Linked DNA regions of Rattus norvegicus: region 2 is linked to region 1. Evidence: chromatin contacts called from public Hi-C data. All regions are on one chromosome and are shown on one strand. The core of a region is the stretch at or near the end of the contact, and the rest is flanking DNA. Distances in the headings are between cores, read along the strand shown.

The links. Hi-C and Micro-C count contacts between places; a contact is called where the count stands out from the background.
Region 2: a contact with region 1 is called in a Hi-C map of Schwann cells, with 2.6 times the contacts expected there. The contact joins the enhancer-like site here to the promoter of Itm2b in region 1. A contact is called at or near these places in 9 of 12 Hi-C or Micro-C datasets (the A7r5 cell line, the Rat2 cell line, Schwann cells and 5 more) and 1 of 1 datasets of contacts at active chromatin or transcription factors (oligodendrocytes).

Annotation. Positions count from the first base shown.
Region 1 is chr15:54,976,234-54,979,816 of GRCr8, forward strand. It overlaps Itm2b (integral membrane protein 2B), which reads right to left and starts at 2,222. Exons shown (of 6, transcript NM_001006963.1): 1 at 1,944-2,222. The coding sequence starts at 2,060. It also overlaps the pseudogene Tyw5-ps1.
Region 2 is chr15:55,064,332-55,067,959 of GRCr8, forward strand. It overlaps the pseudogene Tyw5-ps1. Among named protein-coding and RNA genes, the nearest start is that of Med4, 40 kb to the right of the region's middle. Within about 2 kb of position 1,985, at least 40 of the 93 cell types and tissues checked have an H3K27ac peak or open chromatin away from gene starts, as enhancers often do. A contact at or near this core is called in Schwann cells, where this site is marked.

The DNA.
Region 1 (3,583 bases), core at 972-3,471:
CTGAGAAGAGACTTCCAGCTTAGAGCTGGAAAAAGAATTAGTTTGAGGGTTTTTGTTTTGTTTTTTTATTTTTATTTATTTATTTTTTGGTACTAATCAATTTGGCTGTGACTTCAGTGTGGCTATAGAACATAAGCCCTCACTTCTCTTCCTTTGGATAGAGAAATCAGAGAAATTAAGAAATAAAAGCAAAGTATACAGTTATAAACAGTTACTTTGAAATAAAAATTATTGTGAGCATATGAGAAATCCTAAGAGCTTGAAATTAAGACCACTACTTCATAAATGGCAAGACTGATTCAAAGCTTCTTGGCAAAGTGAATTCTGATGTTTATCTAAGAGTTTCAAACCTTTACAACAGTGGAATAAAAAAAAAAAACAACAGAGAAATGACATCATTGATACTTTCTTGGAGTGGGAGGAGTTATAGTTTTAGAATGCAAAGATCATGTACCTATAAAACACCATAGAGAATGTATATTTGAAGCTGGTCATAGCTACGCACACCTGTAATCCCAGTACTTGGGAAGAAAATGAAGGCAGGTCAGAGTTCAAGGCCTATCTGAGCTTGATGGGACTCAGCAGTCTCCACAGACAAGAATGCCGACATGGAGTTACGACTGGGTACCTGACTACAGGTCTACTCTAGATTAAAATGTGCATCTGACAAAGAGATCCGAGCGATAATTCGCTACAATTTTCACCTGTGAATGCTAAATACTTTTTCAGGACCACCAGTGTTTGTACAGTGTTTGTTCAGGAAAACAATACTAAAACCAGAACCTTTAATTCTTTTAGGAGATCAGTTCACTCTTCTTATCTCAAGGGAAGACAGTCATTTAAAAATCAACCTGATGTTTGCTTTTAGCTGGAACATTTCCAGAAAACATGTACAAACAGCCCAGATTGCTATTATAGTCTCAAAAAATGTATAAAGCAATAGTGGCCTGTTTCTTAACAGTAATTTTAAGTAGATCATTAAAAAAAAATTAAAAAAAAGCTAAAACACCCCTTACTACTTGTACCATGGACACAAACGACTGATTTTAAGTCAAAACTAAAATTACCCAAGTGACAATAGGTATTAAGAAGTGTTCGTGAAAAAATGAAGCAGCACCCTCTGTTAATATCTATAGGTATCAAATGTCAACAGCCTAAAGACGAGGCAGAAGGAAAACTTAGGAAACAATTTTATTTATATTTAAAAGAATATTACTGTAAGTCACTTTTAAAAACTGAATCCAGTAACAGCTTCACTCAGTGTTAACGGGGAATGTGGTAAAATGAGGGTGAATTTTGTGGGAATGGGAGCAAATTCCTACGTTCAGGTTCCAGTTTCACTTAATCCAGAAGTCCCCACAAAGAAGCTGGTAACATTTAAAAGTCAACTGTTAGGTTACAAGGGAACAGCCACAATAGCAATTACTTTCACCTGGAATATCTGTTACAATAATAAAATCACCAGCCAGAAACTACTCCCAGTATACTGTTGTCTTCTTTCTCCAGACCCCAAGGTGTTCACCTGCCAACACCGAAGGCCTTTTGTAGGCAAGGGAGTTTGTAAAAAAAAGGGGCTTTTAAAAAAATTAAGATGCTTACAGTTGCTGGACTTAGTCCAAGTGCTGTTCAGCCTAGAAACGAAAGTAGGAAACAACAGAGGTTTAGGCTTGTTATGATGTCAGCCATTTTAGGCACAGTATTTATACTGGAAGAAAAGTGCCAAACTCGGTAGTGGCAGTGCCTGTCGCTGCAGGTTCCCAGGCGACCGAGCCAAGTGCAAAGCCGCGGGAGCTCGTACACCTGTGCAACTGTCCCCTCGGGGGTCGCCAGGGCCAGGACCCCGCCCCGCCCGCTGCACACACACACCACGGTACCCAGGAGCGGAGGACCGTCCGGGCACCCATCCCCGCCGCGGGGACCCCGCCCACGACCCGAGCCAGGACCTTGCAATCCACCGCCACGGCATCCGGAGGGGCGATGAGCGCCTCCTCGCTGCTCTTGGGCTCGTCCTTCTTGGCCTCCTTTTGGGCCAGCGCCGAGTTGAACGTCACCTTCACCATGGTGCGGCCTGGGGCGCCCTAGGCGGCGGCGGCGGCGGCGGCGGCGAAGGCTGGGGTCGCGGGTGGCAGGATCCCGGCTGCGGGTGCAGCCTCGTCGGCCGAGCTCAGGGCACGACTCTGCAGCGGAGGAGCGAACTGCGCGACAGCAGCAGCGGCTCAGTGCAGCGCGGTTTCCGGCCTCGCAGCTGGGGCGCGGGCGCGGGGCGGGGCCCGGAGGGGCGTGTTCTGTGGGCGGGGCCTTGCGCGGGGCGGGGCCTGGCTCAACGCCAGACCCTCTCTAATTCCCCCCACCCTGCTCATACACAGTGGGAATCTAGCCAGGCTTTGTGGAGGGCGCGCCTGGCTGAGCTGGGACTTGTTGCCCCTCTGGGCTGCCTGGATTTTCCGGTTTTGAGTTTGCTTCCAACTAGTTCTCCTCTGGGGCCCAGTGTTGCAGGTTGATAAGAAAATGAGGTGAACTCTGTCGGTTGGCTACACAGGATAAGTTAACTTCTGATAGCTCCAAATTCTCTTTAATTGGGAGCCCAAAGGCCGTGGAATCTTTGTGTGAGAAAAACAAACAAACATACCCAAAAGCTCTGTTTAATCATTTATTAGCAAGCGACTCAATAGAGCATTGGAATTTTTGAAGCGTTGTGTCCTGGTGATCTGACTTATCTCCCACAGACCTCACCCTAAGGTGTTGCCTGGTTGACTAAGCTGGTCTTTTCTTCCTCCCTCAGAGGTCAGTGCCTGCCTGGCCTAGTCTCAATCCAATGACCAGGAACCCTCTTCATCCATTTGTATCCCTAAAATCCTACACTGGTAAAACAGAATGTACCAGCTGAGTTCATTTGTAAAAACAAGCCAAAAAAACCATATGTGCCCTAGACCAATCTGTGATTTGTGACAATGTACTTAGGACAAGTTCTTATTTTTCTTCAAATTAAAAAATGCTCCTTTTTTGAAGAGGTTTTGCTTCTGACTGACAGAAGACACTGGCCCACACACTCTTACTGGGCTTACAGCCATGTCCGAAGATGGCCATGTCCTTTGGTCGAATGATGGATCCTGTAGTCTTCTCCACATCTTCTCCTTGTTCACCTACAGTAGTGTCTATTGGCCAGAAGATTCCTGCTGTGTCAGCTCTGGCTTAGGCCAACCTTGAAGAAGTTGAGCCCCTGGATTTTTGAGGGTTTTTGAGCCCCTGGCTTTGTTGAAGGAGGGAACTATTTTAAATTCTCCATGGAATTCTGGATCACAGATCCCTGAGAAATCGTTCTTGAGAATAACCTAGGCTGAGAAAGAAATCCAGTCTAGATCTTCAGTTTTCTTTAGTATTTTGAGATTCTAATCAAAATTAAGCCTGGGAAGAGGTGCGTTCCAGTTCCGACCATTTTTGTAGTAACCGTCTGTATGACCTGCCGAGGCTTATTTAGATTCCTTCAACCGGAGTCACTTGTCCATACAGCAATCCTGCGGTGTTCACCAGCCAACCGGCTTTTGATGAATGGTATGTATCTGGGCACGATGTTGAATACCTT
Region 2 (3,628 bases), core at 735-3,234, 88 kb after region 1:
TTCCAAGCATTGCGGGTTGAGCAGTGAAACCCTTCTCACTTTTCCTACATTCAGTGTGCATATTTTGTAACCATAATAATAATTTGTCCCTGCACGGGTCCTTTCATCTGGGGAGGAGCTCAGAGCACTTTGAAGATGTTAATAAGAAAAAGACCTGCTAATTAAAGTCGCTTAAAAAACGAAGTCTCCAGGTCGGCAGGAGGGAGGGCGTGGGTGAGAACAAGGAGGTGAATAGGGACAAAGTAAAATGACTTCTCCATATGAAACCTGGGACTTTGTACCCAATGACTGGGAGGTGGTGACCCAGAGGTTTGTTGCTGTTCTTGCCTGTCATTCCTTTAATGTGCTGTTGGATTTCGTGCAGCAATAAAGTGGCTTTCTCTGGACAATCACAACAGATGTCAACAGAATAATTCAACAGTCTGTGGTTCTCTTGACTTGAAGAGCACACACTGACCCAGAAGCTTTTTGTAGAAAACAAAGAGAGCTATGTTGGACATTTGCAATGAATTTTAACATCATCTGGCAAAATTGTAGAGTAAACCCAGAAAGGCAAGCTTAGAAGGACAATGACTTTCCAGCTCTTTTTGAAATTATTATAATTAGGGTTCTTTTGTTTGTTTGTTTGTTTTCTTTTAATTTGGGCTGTTGTGTTTTTGAGACAGGATCTCACTAAGTAGCCCAGGTAGGCTCCAATCTAAGGTTCTTCATCCTTAGCCTCCTGAGGGCTGGAATGACACTAGATAGTGTTGTTAACAGTTTTGCTTCCAGAGGACCCAAGTTCAATTCCTAGAACCCACAGTGTGCCACACAACTGTCTATAACGCCAGTTCCAGGGAACCCAAACACACATACTGCACAGACATATATGTAAGCAAAGTACCCATGCTCATAAAGTTAAAAATAAATAAATAAAATGTAGTATAAGTGGATTTAAAACAACAATAACCCCCACCCCCAATATCTGGTCCTAAGGAGATGCTGAGTGGGTAGAAATGTTCACTATGCAAGCCTGGGGACCCAAGTTCAAATCCCCAGCACCCATGTTAAAGGTCAGACAGGTAGTAGGAGCAATTGAAATTCCAGTGTTCCAACAGGAAAATGGGAGGTAGAAGCAGAGGAGTCCCTGGAAGGTGGAGAGTTCCTGTCTCAAACAAGGTGAAAGGTGAATACACACTGACCCAGGAGGAAGTTGTCTTCTGACCGCCGATGTGTGCACCGTGGTACTCTCCTACCTACACTCATTCAGATGCCAGGGCTGCGGTGCGGGCCTATAATTCCAGAGACTCAGGAGACCCAGGCAGGAACGGCAGAGTCTTGTGTGACTTAGCGAGACAGTTTCAACGTTAAAAAATATTAAAAAGATGTAACTTAGGGTCGAGTGTTTGCCTGGTATACACAGAGCCCCTGGTTTACTCTGCAATAAATAAATAAATATAAACAAATACATTTTTAAAAAGAAAGAGAGAAAGAAAGAAAGAAAGAGAGAGAGAAAGAAAAAACTACTCATTGACTTGAAGTCTGCATTTGTTGGGCAAGTGACCTAATATCCCAAATTTTTCAACTTCACTGCTTTCTCCTGGAACAAAGTCTCCTTTTTTCAAGAGAAAGCATTTGGCCAATTCAAGCCAGCTCCCTAGGGAATCTCCCCAGGGCACCTTCCAGGGCTTGGCTTTCTAAACTTGGTATATTAATGGGCTGGGACTGTCTCCCTGGCTGACTCTAGAAGCTGTCCGAATCTCACTGGTAACTTCTAGACTTTTCTGGTTTCTCCTGAGGCACCAACCCTTTTCAGTTGTAAATCACTTTCCATCAGAATTCAAGCAGACAGCTTCCCTGGTTCTGGAATCCCTTCTGTTCTTTCTCTCTGACCTGCTAAGTTCTCAGTCGATTGAAACCCTTGTCCCCCTGGAGATGGTCAGAAATAGCAGGCTACCCAGCCCAACTTCTTCAATGGTCTCATAGCTAGCTAGCCACACCGACCAACTTCTTCAGAGATCATCCTCTTGATTTAATCAGCAGGGCGGGGGTGGGAGGTGGGATCTGTTTCCCACAGTTTGTGTAGGTTGGCTTGCTGCCAGTGTGTTTCAACCAAAAGAAAACAACACTCTAAAATAGAAGGGCAAGAAGAAAACTGGATATAATGAGAGCCTGTCTTGCTGAGGTCTGGTCTGGGCTTTTTAACTAGGACTGATTCGAGGCTAGTCTTGGTTACACAGACTTGCCTGCAAGTCAGGAGAGGGGAGAATACCCTCTGGTGGTAAAAATCTATGTCTGCACCGAGTCTCCTAAATTCCCTTTGTAGGCAAGTTCCCTACCTGAACGTGGACTTGGCTATGCATGCCTACCTTTGGACACAGACATCTACACACAGCGAAGCTGACTCAGTCATACCCTTGAATGACACAGAGAGGCACAGCACTAGAAGGCCCACTCCTGCATGAAGGCCTCTTTTGTCCTGGGTTCTTGTGTAATGCATTATGCAGATTCAGATTCTGAAATTTATCATATTGTTTCATTATGGGAAAAGATCTTTATCATGTGTCTGCGTGCCCTTCGTTAATGATGAGTTTTGTCTATGGCTATGCTGTGTGTTTCAGGCCCATTTTGTTTTTCAAAAGGATTAGGAGTTTTTGTTTCCTTTTTTTTTTTTAATTCCATTTTAGTTATTAGTGTGTGTGCTCATGTGTGTACGCATGGGTGCATGCAAGAATGTGTGTGCGCTCGCATGTGAGCCCGTGTAAGCATGTGGGTGTGAGGGGTGTCTCTCCTTCTACCATGCAGGTCCAGGGGCTCAAATTCGGCTTGTCAGACTTGCCGACAAGCACCTTTATCCACTGAGCATCTCCCCGTCCTGATGTGAGATTTGTTTGATGTTCCTGGTATGGTTCCCTTCTGCTTTGTGCTTTAACATTCAGATGGCGTCCGTAGCCAGGCTCTTCAGTCTCCCCGTCAGTGTTGCTCTGCAGCTCTCAGGCTGATCAGTTGCACGGAACATGATCAAAACAGATGCTCAGGCTGTGCGCTGAGGCTGAGGGGCAGGATGCAGCGTTCCCTGGAAGTCAGGGTTCCTGTGGGTGCTCAGCACGTGCCTTCCTGAGGTTGCGCCTTTGGCTTTTCCTTTTGGGAATAATGCCAGAAAGGTCACTGTTTCCACTTTGGAATATTCCTTTTCATCCTTGCTTTGTGAGAACTCTGCTAAAAGCCGTTTCCCTTGACCGTTTGTTCTAAGCCAGAGACAGCCTCTGAAGTTGGGAGAGTTTAATCAAGCCAGGGCCCCTGCTTGACACCTGGGATGATTGGCTGCCCTTGGCACTTGTCATTAAAAAGTCAAATATCCTTAGCCAGATGGAGGCCTTGGGCCGTTCCCTTAACAGGGATTTGCTCCTTGCAGGGATGCTCAACGGCCACCTTGCAGGGTGAACAGCCTTCCTGGCTTGTCAGATGTTACGGTCAGATATTTCATTGTTAAGGGCAGGACCTGAAGCAAAGCAGGTGATTTCTTCACAGCAGTGTGGGTTTCGGACCACACAAACCAGTCCTCTCATTCTCCTTGGTTAGTTATTCTTCTTTTCCTTCTATCTGCCAAGTGCCATTCCTGATGTTTCACAGTGAAATCTACGATCCT